Linked DNA regions of Gossypium arboreum: region 2 is linked to region 1. The links are chromatin contacts, called in public Hi-C maps. All regions are on one chromosome and are shown on one strand. The core of a region is the stretch at or near the end of the contact, and the rest is flanking DNA. Distances in the headings are between cores, read along the strand shown. Region 1 holds the start of LOC108474824 (serine/threonine-protein phosphatase PP1 isozyme 2-like). Region 2 has its middle 8.5 kb from the start of LOC108475483.

The links. A called contact is a pair of places that touch in the nucleus more often than the background predicts.
Region 2: a Hi-C map of leaf shows a contact between it and region 1, with 2.2 times the contacts expected there. The contact joins the enhancer-like site here to the promoter of LOC108474824 in region 1. A contact is called at or near these places in 2 of 5 Hi-C or Micro-C datasets (both in leaf).

Annotation. Positions count from the first base shown.
Region 1 is chr3:133,897,050-133,903,165 of ASM2569848v2, forward strand. LOC108474824 (serine/threonine-protein phosphatase PP1 isozyme 2-like) reads right to left here and starts at 4,033. Exons shown (of 4, transcript XM_017776847.2): 1 at 3,395-4,033; 2 at 2,578-3,137; 3 at 2,267-2,488; 4 at 1,877-2,174. The coding sequence starts at 3,569. The coding sequence ends at 2,151.
Region 2 is chr3:134,151,496-134,158,081 of ASM2569848v2, forward strand. No RefSeq gene overlaps it. Among protein-coding and RNA genes, the nearest start is that of LOC108475483, 8.5 kb to the right of the region's middle. Within about 2 kb of position 4,921, at least 1 of the 2 cell types and tissues checked has an H3K27ac peak or open chromatin away from gene starts, as enhancers often do. A contact at or near this core is called in leaf, where this site is marked.

The DNA.
Region 1 (6,116 bases), core at 2,783-5,282:
TTATCAAATCAACTCTAAAACCGGAATTAATCGCTAAAAAATTTAATACAATTATGGTACCAAAATGTATAGCTTTTGCTAAATACATGTATCGCATTGGAAGAAAAAAACATAAATTCCATATTAGAAAAAAAAGTGTGAGTCAAATATCAAATTATGTATTAAACAAATAATTTAAAAACTAAACTACACCCAAGGTCATTAAACTGTTAGTAAATTTATGTTTCAGTCACTCAACTTTAATAAAATTATAAAATGGACATTAAACTATTCAAAAGTTTTCATTTAATACATTGAAATATTTAAAAAAATTCTATTTAAATCATTGGAATGTTAAGTTTATTTTTCTAAAAAAATTTTGGTTAGTGAGCTCCAAGCGACGATTTGACAATCGGTACGATGGATCAGTACCCATCGGTGAGTAGAATAACATTCATTAGATCCAAGTCGATTTGACGGTTAGTGTCAGAGATTGGAGTATAAAACTGTTTGGAATTTTAGTTCGTAGATTCATGACATTCAAACTATTTCGTGAAAAATAAACTAAATTATATAACAACAATTTTAACAACCTAGTGACTTAAATGAAAGTTTTCAAATAGTTCAGTAATTAATTTGTAACTTTTTAAAATTTAATAACCATAACATAAACTTATAAATAGTTTAGTGACCTTGAGTGAAGTTTACCCTAATTTATGAATGGTATAAACTAACAACAAATTGTGCTTTGATATTCAGACAAATTGGTTAATCAAGCAGCAAAAGTAGGTAATGAGAATGACCAAGACATCATGATATTCGATCAAACCACTAGTAGAAATAATTGATGTACTTGAAAACGAAAGTGCAGCCAAATTGCCTGCCCCTTTCTTGCTATTTAGTCTTATTCGTGTTCCCTCTTACTCATTCCAAATGCACAATGGAAAAGAAAGTGTTCATTATTTACACATATTCAATGCTTTTATTCGTCTGATTCTTATTAATTTAGTCCCTACACTCTATTTTCAACCTTTTTTTTAGTTATTGTATTTTTCGAATTTGAAATTTCAGCTTTTATCAAAAGAGAGACATTAATTCTTTAAGTTAAATTTTAAGATTAATATATCCTGAGGTACCTGGATTTGGCAACTTGTATTTATTTGCTACCTAAACTTTTTGTTTGACCTAAACTTGAAAATCGCAATCCGAGTTCATACTTTTTTTAGTGACCTAACTAATACCGTTAAAATATGTTGACATGACACAAATGACCAATAATATGATAACACGTGTCAGTCTCACAATTTAACATGTGCAAAAAAAAATTGAAGTTTAGTTTCTTTTAGAAAAGTTGTCACATGTAAAAATGTGAGGTTATTATGTGTTACTGTATTATTGGTTAAGTGCCACACCAACTTTTTTAACCATGTTAGTCAGATACCTAAAAAAATATCAAACTGACTTACGGTTTCCAAGTTTAGGTACCAAGTAAGTACAAGTTATTAAATTTAGGTACCTCTGCATATATTATCCCTAAATTCTACTATTTTCAAAATCTTATTCGACAAATATATATCATCACATGTGTAATGCCATGCCATATTGCTATTTTTACATAATTCTCATATAAAAGCCACATCATTTTAGTTAACGAATTTAACAATGATCGTTTGAATCAGGACTAAAATTTTAAAATTCGAAAAAGTATAAAAATAAAAAATAATAAATTTAGAGAACAAAGACTAAATCTCCAATTTATATATAGTATGAGACAAATAGTAAAATTTGATCTAACTTATTTAAATGCTACCATTTGAGTTAAAGACTAAATTTTCAAAATTTGAAAAAGATTAACTAAATCAAAATATAGAGACAAAAAGATCAAGAAGCTTATGGATTTACTAACTGCTGCAAATAGTCACCAATGCCTCTTTTCATTTTCATTCATTGATTACAATACAAAAACCCAAAAGCTTAAATACAGAGATGAAAGAAGAGGAACAGAGGGGGACTCTGTTAAACTATTATTTTACAAAAGGGTCAATACGCTGAAAAAAAAAAAAAAAAACTACTTCAAATTTACCTTATACCAATCATAAAAATGCTCCTAGAAATCACCAGATTTCCAGTTTTTACTTTGCAATTCTTCCCATATCCAATTGTAGCGATCATTATACCATGGCTCCAAGAAATGACTGCCAAAACAAAGATTCAAAGAACAAAGTAAGGACACTATTGATTTCGGATATAATATGTATCTGACACGAGTACGTTAATTTATGTATACCTTGATTCTAGATGGAGGTGTAGGAGACTTAGTTGATGTGAATGTCCCGAACCCGAATTTCGGTTTCTTATCTGCAGGCTTTAATATTTGGAAAGAACACATCAATGTTTCATCTACAGTCATCATGGCGGCAGCATTGTCGAACTCTCCGCAATAATTCGGTGCTGAAAATATGGTTACGAGTTGCCTGTTGGCGAAGAACTCGTATCCGTCTTCGACAACCTGCAAGCAAACAACCATATAGATTCAGTTTAGCGAGAGACTATACGAGTTTATACTGAATAAATTTGATGTGAGCTGCATTATTGAACCTGGTGTGCACGGCATATTAGATCAAGATCAAGTTTTTTTAGACAATCAAGCACCCTATCAGCACCAAATATGTATGAAACACCCCTATCATTAGGCCCCCAGCCTTGGATATCTTTACTAGGATCAGACCATAGGAGATCACATAGTAAGCCGGATTCTGGGACATCAGTAGGCCGTTTCAAGTTTCGAATCTGGTCTAAATTGCGAAGCTCTGGGGACAGTCCACCGTGCATGCAGAATATCTTTTCTTCGATCAGGGCCGCGACGGGAAGGCAGTTGAAACAATCGGTGAATGCTTTCCAGAGCCGGACATTGAACCTTCGTTTACACTCGTCGTAGAATCCGTAGATGCGGTTCACGGACGCGCATTCGTGGTTGCCCCTTAGAAGGAAGAAGTTTTCAGGGTATTTGATCTTGTATGCAAGGAGAAGACATATGGTTTCCAGGCTTTGCTTGCCACGATCTACATAGTCTCCTAAGAATAAGTAATTGGCACGAGGAGGGAAGCCGCCATTTTCGAACAGCCTTAACAGATCCGAATACTGGCCATGTATGTCTCCTTTAAGACATAGATACTCAAATTTAGTTTAACTGGTTCATGCAGTCACCTTTAAAAGGTGTAGTAGAAAACAAACAGGTTATAGGGTGTCTAATTTAGAACATTTCAGTGAACACACAGCAAGACGCACCAAAAAGACAAGTACTTTCCATGTTCAAACACAAACTATAAGCAACCCATCTAAAAAAGGATCAAAATCAACATAGAAATGAAAATTAAAATGAAGAAAAAAACAGAGTAAAAAGAAAAAGAGATACCACAGATCTTAATAGGTGCTTCAAGCTCTAAGAAAATGGGCTGCATCAAGAAGATGTCTTTAGAAACAAGGCAAAGCTGTCTTATTTCAGGCTCAGAAAGTTGGACTTGCTTCCCTGGTTTTCCTCTAACTTCAAGCAACCTATTGATTATACCATCAAGAACCCTAGTTTCCATAGTCACCAAGCAAGAAGAAGAGAAAGCTAACAAGGAGATTAAAATTCAAAGAAGGGTTTCATTCTACTACCACCTATTACATGTTATGATTTTCTAGTGAAAGTGAAAAAAGAATATTTATTTTATTAAAAAAAAGAAAGAAAGAATAAAATGGTTGTTCATGGTGCAGAAAAAGAATGGTTGATTGTTGGTTCTTGAAATCAAAAAGCAACCATGAGAATATATTCTTTCAAAGTTGTTTGCTAAAAGGATTGATAAGAAGAATAAGAAGAGAGGGTTATATAAAGAAAATGACTTAGAATTTCAAAAACAAAATTGAAAAACTAGATAAAGCAAAAGAGTGTGCGAAGTAGGTGAAAAAATGGACCCCTAAGAAAAAAAAATAATGCACTAGATAAAAAGAAGAAGAAGAAGATGATGATAATGGAAAAATTAGGATTTAAATGTAGAAAGTTCCATGGTATATTTACAGTTCAATCATATAATAGATATGTGAATTGTTGTAATCACAAAAAACATGGCTTGGAAAGGTTTAATTTTATTTTTAGCATCTATAGTTTTTGAATTTTGAAATCTAGTCCTTTGTTTTTATTTTTAATAATTTAGTCACTTGTTTGATTGATTTGAAAATGAAAATCCAATTGATTACTATGATAACAATTTCAGTTAGATTTTGAATATGTAGTATTTTAATATTAAAAATTAAAATCTAATTGATAACATATATTTAAACTTAACAGAAGAAATCGATTAAAAATATTAAATTAAAAATATTATAAAGAGTATAAAGAATGGAGTATAATTAAACACTTTTTTAAGCATAATTTTTAATTTTTCAATAGATACAAACCAAATTTGAATAGAACTAATTATAATCTATTAAATCTACCAACCGATAAATGCATATTCCCTATAAATGTTTAGGGTTTAGTAAAATAAATCACTAAAATTTATTAAAAAATATTAAAAAAAGTAAGTTCAATTGGCCCGTATTAATTCGCAGGGCAATTAATTTAGTGCCCCTCAATGGACTGATTCCTAGATTGATCGGCTTGTCTAAATTGATTCAAAAACCATACCAAAAGCCGGAGGCAAATTTAGAGGGGAAGCTAAGGCCTTCGACCTCTTAAAATGGGGTGTTTTAGTCCCTCTGAATTAGTAAAATTACATTTCAACCGAGATTGTAATTAGTCCCTCTTGAAATTATAACGTTATAAACTGATAATAGAAAAATTATAAAAATTAAACTTTCAAGCGCTTCAAAAAAATTTCCCAGTTTAGTTTTTATTAAAAATCAATATTGTACATAAATATGGAAAAGATTAATATTCATAGATTATAAACCGGAAGCAAAAGATTCCTTGATTATAAAAAATAAAACATGCATATTCATATAGGCGGGGCCATAGGACAGAATGGCAAGTGGCAAAAGCCGATAGTTGAAGCTGAGGAAGGACTCCAATTGTTTAATGCTTAGTATAATAATTTAGAATATGAGGCAATGAAGTTGCCCACATGTTCATTGTTTTACCAAAACTGGGTTTTTCATTTATTTATTATTTTGGAACGACCTTCTATTTTAAGTCAAAGATAATCTTTACCTAATTATTAACGACACCTTTGTGTGACTTGTGGTCTAAAATTGTCAACTCCACATTGATCATGAATTTAATTGCACTAATTTGTTTTTTAATTTCAATTAAATATTCAACTACAGTATATATAACAACATGGTTTAATTAATATGATCTTTTGTATTTTATATGGTTTTTCAAAACATATATTATCATCATTTTCCTAATTTATTACAATTTTCATATGAATAATCTAAACTTAATCAATAAAAATAAACTTGATTAGAGAATTACAATAGGGATTATAAGACTTAAAATCCAAAAGAAAAAAAGTGTCAAAAGGAAGCATTCAAATGCTTTACTGAATTTAATTTTAATCTCATTTGATTTAAAAAATAATAAGAAGTTAGATTTGAAATATCTTAAATTCAAAGTTTGAAATTCAAATAATTTTAATATCAAATCTAAATTACTTAAATTTGAAATCATTTAGTCTTATTCTCCTTTTCTTTTCGTAGAAAAACTTATCTACTCAATTTTTTTCAAATTAAAATTTTGTTTTATGTACAACATCGGTCTTCGAGTAAGTTACTGGTTGCGGTTTCTGTAACATTTTTTTTGTGGTTTTTATTTTGTCCAATATGTTTTTAGTAATTTTCTAGCGTGAGGTTTGCCGAACAATGTAGTCGGTTTCGGTTGCATTAGTTGGTCCGCACCATTTCAGTAATAAATCGAAACGACCGATTCTATTTTTTACATTGGTGTAAATTTTGGCTTGTGATGATTGCACTGGTTCATTCTAACAAATTCTGGTTGCACCGATAGGTGAATGAATAATGTTAAAAATAGATAAAATTATTATTTTAACCAACATAATTTTTTTTTGGTAAACAAAACAATTGATTACATAAAATGATTCATGAGAGAGTTATCAACAAAATTATCATTCTACAAAATATCTTTTATCCTGGAA
Region 2 (6,586 bases), core at 3,671-6,170, 260 kb after region 1:
AAGTCCTTCTCAAAAGAGATCGAAATTATAAAAAACTCTTGTGTTTTGGTCGGATCACGATTAACATTTAAGTTGAACTCGTATTTTTGAGAATCAAGACAACGCGTGTTTTACAAGATAACAATTTTGGGCGTCGCGAGGGTGCTAATACCTTCCTTGCGCTAACCAACTCCTGAACCCTACTTTACTCTGATTTTCACGTAGACCCAAATTTGGCCTTCATTTTTGTTCGAGAATAAATTTTTTTTTTCAAACAAGAGGATTTATTAGGTGTCCGATCACACCTAGAAAAAAAATCGGTGGCGACTCCCTTTTTAATAAAATCGAAAGTCGATTTTTAAATTTCCAATAAATCGCCTCAATTAGCAACCGAGAGCAAAATTTTTTATGTCGCTACAATAGATATATACAATATTAATAAACTCGAACTGAGATACTAAATTTCTTTTATATCTAATGTAAAAAAATATCATAAAAATTAGGGTAAATTACACCTAAGTTCATTAAACTATTAGTAAATTTATATTTTGGTCACCTAACTTCAAAAGGTTACAGAATAACGATTAAACTATTCGAAAGTTTTCACTTAAGCCACTGGACTATACAATGGATCAATACTCATTGATGAGTAGAAGAACATAACTCAGAACCAAGTTAATCTAACAGTCAATGTCGAAGATAGGGGACGAAAACTGTTTTAGATTTTAGTTCACAAATTCGTGACGTTCAAAATTGATTCATAAAAAAAATATTAAATTGTATAAGAGAAAGAAAATGAGAGGTTTTAATTGGTGCAAACGAAGAATGCCATACAATAACGATTTTAAGAACCTAGTGACTTAAATGAAAATTTTCAAATAATTCTGTGACTATTTTATAACTTTTTAAAATTGAATAACAAAAACATAAACTTACTAATAAACTTCTACAATGTTTCTACTACTATACATAAAATATAGCAGGAAAAAAAGATTTTAATAAACAAGAGTATGAAAAGAATCAGGTTGGACTAAGCTTAAAACAAAACAAAAACATCATGAATTTGTCAATACCCTACTCCCCCACAAGGACAACACCATGATCATAAAAAGAGCTCAAAAGCCAACATCTCAAACAGAAGTCAAAAACAACAGTAGATCGACAACACTAGTCTTGAAGGAAACAAAAACAAAATTATTTTAAAAGTTTAAAAAATATTTTATTAATTTTTTAAAAAATAATTAATCGTTGATGCAAAGTTAGCAAACGTTAACTTATCAATCAATTTTAGAGTGATTTGACAAACAATGAAAGTTCCAGTGCTAAAAAATGAAAAAATTTATATGGACAGCTAACATGAGTCTTTTTTTATAAAGTTCGAAGATCAAATAAATTACCACATCTATTTTAAGTAGGTCTAATTTTTTCCTCAAACTCATTTTTTTACTTAATATTTTTTTCCTAAATCCTTTCAAATTTTTTATAAAATTTTATATTTGAATGAATAATCCAACCCTTAATCAGGTCTATTTGTATACACTTACTTTTACTAACAATATTTTTACATCACTAATTAAAGTAGCTTAACTTGTAAATTCTTTTACATGAAGGGTTTTTATATAAATGTTATACTAGTTTTGATGGTGTTGGTTTCTCTTTTAGTTAAACAATAAAATTATATTTCTTTTTGCACAACAAGTTAATAATGCATTTTGAACCTTTCACTATAATTTTATTTTTAAATTTAGTTACCTCACAATTTTATAATTTTATTTCCATCATTTCAATATAAAAATTTGAATTTACTCTTACATTTGACACTTAATAATTTTAAATAAAATGAACAGATCTATTTACACTTAATAATTTGTGGGTGCCTGTTTCTCATTTACACCTTTAGGCAATGGAAAATTTTAACTCCACAAACAGGATTGAGATTTTATCATATATCCTTAAATTCTATTTTAATTTTTTTTAAAAAATAAATAAGATCTATCACAAAATTTCAATCTTACTTAAATTATAAACTTTTCACCGTCTCTTTACCAAATAATTACCGTGAAAAATAAGGGGAAATTGCATATGGTTAAAGAGTGAAATTAATTAATGTGTAGTCCCAAAAGCAGGCCCAATGCAAAATCCATGGCAACATGGACTGAAAAGTAGGAACAAAGCCTTAGCTGTTTTGGATTTGATTGTGGGATGGGTTGCATTGGGCTATCAATTCTGAATTTCACAATGAACCCAAAAAATTAATTGTTTTAATTATTCTTTTATTTAAAAATATATATTTCTATTATTTTTAATTTAAAATATAATAATTTTATATATTTTTAAAAATATTTCCATTATTTTTTATTTACATTAATTTTATTTTTATTTAAAATATTGTTTTCTAATGTTTACATTATAATATTATATATTATTATGGATTTATTGGTTTTTGTCTTGTAAATCTCATTATATTATATATTACAAAATTAGAAAACGGGTCAAATTGGGTCAGGCTTAGTCCTTGAATATACAAGTTTGATCCTAGCCCATTTTTTAAACGCAGTCTTATTTTTTTTCTCTAAGTATATTTTTAGAGCATAGTATTCTTTTACTAAACCCTTCTAAATTTTAAGCAGGCCATCAAGCTTAAACAAGTCAATCATTAATTATGTTTGTTTATAGTGATATTGATTTATTCGATTCGCATTACTTTCAAAATAAATAATATAAAATAATATATTTTTAATGATTTAACGAATAAATAAAATGTGAGTCCAATAATTGTGTTATGTAAAGATATAATATTTAGTAAAAAAATAATTTTATATAAGAATTCAACTTATAACAAATAGTTAAGTCTATAAAAAGGACTCCTACGTTTAAATGCCCAAGAGAATGTCAAGTTACTTGCAGCTCCGGGTGCTCTATTCACTCTTCTGCCCAAATCCCCTCTCTACTGGAGGTAATTGGGAGGATTGGCTTGTTGTAGATCTCTCTTCCAAAGTTCGGGTCATTAAACCTTGAAATCTCTTGGAATGTCATTTTTGCTTTCATCTTATGGGAGACTTGGCTTATTCAAAACGTGTTGATTTTCAGAAATGACCACCTTAAGAAACATCTTTTTGATAGAGTTTTCTTTACGGCTAGAAAGTTTTTTGCCCTTTCTATTGCAGTGAGTTAGAGAGAGCTACTTTCTTTTATTCAAAATTTTCAGAAATCACCTACAGTGGATTAGTTTAAACTTAATATTGATGGTTTGTCTTTGGGTAATCCTGGGAGAGCCGAGGCTAGAGCTCTCATTAGAAATCATTCTGGTGACGAGACTATCTTTTAACGGCTAGTGGCTAGAAATTTGAATATAAACAATCTTGAAATAGAAGTGGATGCCACTTCCATTATTCTTGTGGATACTTTTAACATTATCTTATCTCCTTTGATTGATAAGTGCAGGATGTTTTTTTACAATATGACTTTTAATTTGCTCAAACATCAAGCCCGTTCTTGATAGTTTTGCATCTTAGGCAAAATAATAAAATAGAGTTTTAGACTCCTTAAAAGTTTGAAGAAAAGTTTTTTTAGGTCCCTTAAAAGTTGGTAAAAAAAAAATTTTAAGCCTTTAAAAGCTAAATTTTATTTTTGGGCCCTTAAAAGTTGGTAACTTTTTTTTTACTTTTAAAAGTAAAAAAAAAAAAAAATCTTAAATCCCTTTTAGCCTTAAGCCCTGGGCAATCGCACCTCCAAACAAACCCCAAAGTCGTACCTGTCAAACATGATTTTTGAGAAAGTGACAAATGCAATGCTTTAGCTTAACTTGAAAGTAATTTTCAACCCGACTCATCTCAATTCAATGTTTAATTTTATTTATGTATGAATCCTCCTAGCTGTTTAAATAATCCCTTTTAACTATTGATATGCAGGAAGGTGCTATGTATTTGAACAATGCTTTAAGTTATTTCAACAATATGTAGTTCCTTTATTGATAAAAAAAAATCTCATGTTCAACTATTTTCACTATTTTACTCTAAACCTTTAAATTTAACTATGTGTGTTCATATATAAATTTATTTTGATTTAAGCTTAAATATATTTTAATTATTAATTCAATAATATTTTATAATAGTTAAGTCTAATGACAATTATTTAAATGTGTTATTTATATATTTGTGATTAAAATCGTACATGTAATTAATATTTAAAAAAAATCTATGTAGACCTATTGTACCATTTAGCTATAGAGGTGAGATTATGAAATTAATTTAATTTAAGGACAGACCTTTTCAATAAAAATGTTGACCCTATATGAGATTAACATAGTTTATTATAAGAAAGAATATCTCAATCAAAATATGATAGCAAACATATTATTTCTCTCTAGATTACATATCTATTAACATTAGTCAAATTCTATCATCTTGTTAGTGTTAGAATACCGACGTTGATAGTTGGAGATACGTTAATGGTGGTGTTTGAGAATAATACATTTTAACATACTCAAATTCATATTCTCATATATTAAAATAATATTCATACAAATTAAATTAAAATTTTATATGTAACAATAATTTTTTTATCTTAACAAAATGGGTAACATTTTTAATTTGATTTTTTTTATGATAACATTTTTTATAATTATTTTTATAGGAAAAATAATTTAAGGATCCAAAAAATGGTCCATTCTCAGCTTTTGACTGGCTTGACCGAAAGAAGGTGCTTCAAAATGAAAGTGGCAATAGTCGGTTCTAGAAGCACGTGACAACACGTGATAGTCCTTGTGTAGTCAATGTTTAAAACGTATTTCTTTCTTTGCAGTATTTATTTTATTTTATTTTATTTTATTTGTTTTTGTTGAAAAGAAATAATGGTGAAAATTGTTTACATTTCTTATTGATTCCCAGCTCAGAACCTCACGTGATTTCATAATCCAGCGTGAGCTCTCACGTGATCTGATACATCAAAATTTGGCCCTTTCTTGTACACATGTCACTTTGTGGTTTGCTGTTTTCTAACTGTCTTGGCATAAGCATCAATTTCGTTAAATTGGTAATTCACATATAATGCATGACAACAAATTTGACCTTCAAAATACTATTTTGACTTTTCTTGTACCTTACAAGAATCGATTTGTCTATTTTTAGTAGAATAATTAAAATGCAATATGAGATATAATATAAAGACTATAATAATATTTTTACTTCTAAATTTGCCCTTAAAAATATTATCTATTAAGCCGATTGAGTTTTAACTCGATTGGTATCAGCATTGTTATAAATGCAGGAGAATGTGAGTTTGAATGCGCTAAAATATATTATCGTCCTATTTAAAGGTTGAGAAGAGATTATACATAGTTTTAGACATTATATAAAAATAATAATAAAACCTATAATCAATTAATATTTAAAAAATACATCGTCTATCAATATCTAAATTGCAATATTTATAAGTTAAAAATTAATAAAAATTTTCTATCTTTTATTTTTTTATTTTAAAGTTTGACTTCAAATTTTTAAAAATAGAAGTTATAGAATAATTTTAGTTTTATTTATCAAAATTTCACATTTTAAACCATTTTATATTACTATTAAATATCGAGTCATGGCAATTCTATGTCATTTATATCTTATTTTCTTTTCTTTTGAAAAATTTGATTTATTTTTGAAATAATTTTGAATAAATATTTTTTCAAAAAGAAATTAGAAGTGTAGCCAGGGTTTCGTAGGGCCTCAGGAAAGTTTTTTATTTAGACTCCTTTAAAATTTATAAAAATTTAAATTAGTAAAAGTAAAATTATATTTTAGTCCTTAAAAATAATAAAATTTAATTTAATCTTTTAAAATTATAAAGATATAAATATTAAAATAATAAAATAATATTTTACTATTATAAAATATACAATTTAAAATTTCATGACTCCATCCCTAAAAGAGCCCATCTCTTCAATTAAGGTTTATTTTTTCTACTTTTAATTTTGTTTAAACATTTGGAAAATGTTTTTTTTTCTAAGCAATTTATATCTTACAGAAGTATCTCATTTCATCTCACTCATACAAGATCATTTTATTAACCAAGAAATTCGTGTTATACATGTTTTTTTATTTTTTTCTTCTTTTTCCAATCATGAAATATGAAGACTATAAAAGAAAATAATAAATAAATGTATACAAGTAATAAACATGATATTAATGATTATCCAATTATTATATCAAGATATCCCAATTTTTTTCTACAAAAATATTAAATTTAAAAAATAATCATTAAACCTAAACATAATAACCACGAGCATTTACAGTAATACTGAAATCAACAAAAAGACCATACGAGCAACTCTATCATAGGAAGGATATCAGCCTCCACCAATCATGAGTAATAAATGATTAAACTTTCATATACTTTCATGTAATTTAAGATTTTGAGTTCAGCGTTGTTTTTCATTTAATTTAAATATCAGAATGTGTTTCAAAATTCAAGCTCCAACAACTCAAAATCACCCCAATCGATATACTTGCAAAAGTGACTGAAGCGATAATCAATATAAAAGTATACAAGTAATTACCATTTTCATGTGGAAGATAATGGTCAACTTAAACTGAAAAATATATATAATTACAAATCCTAC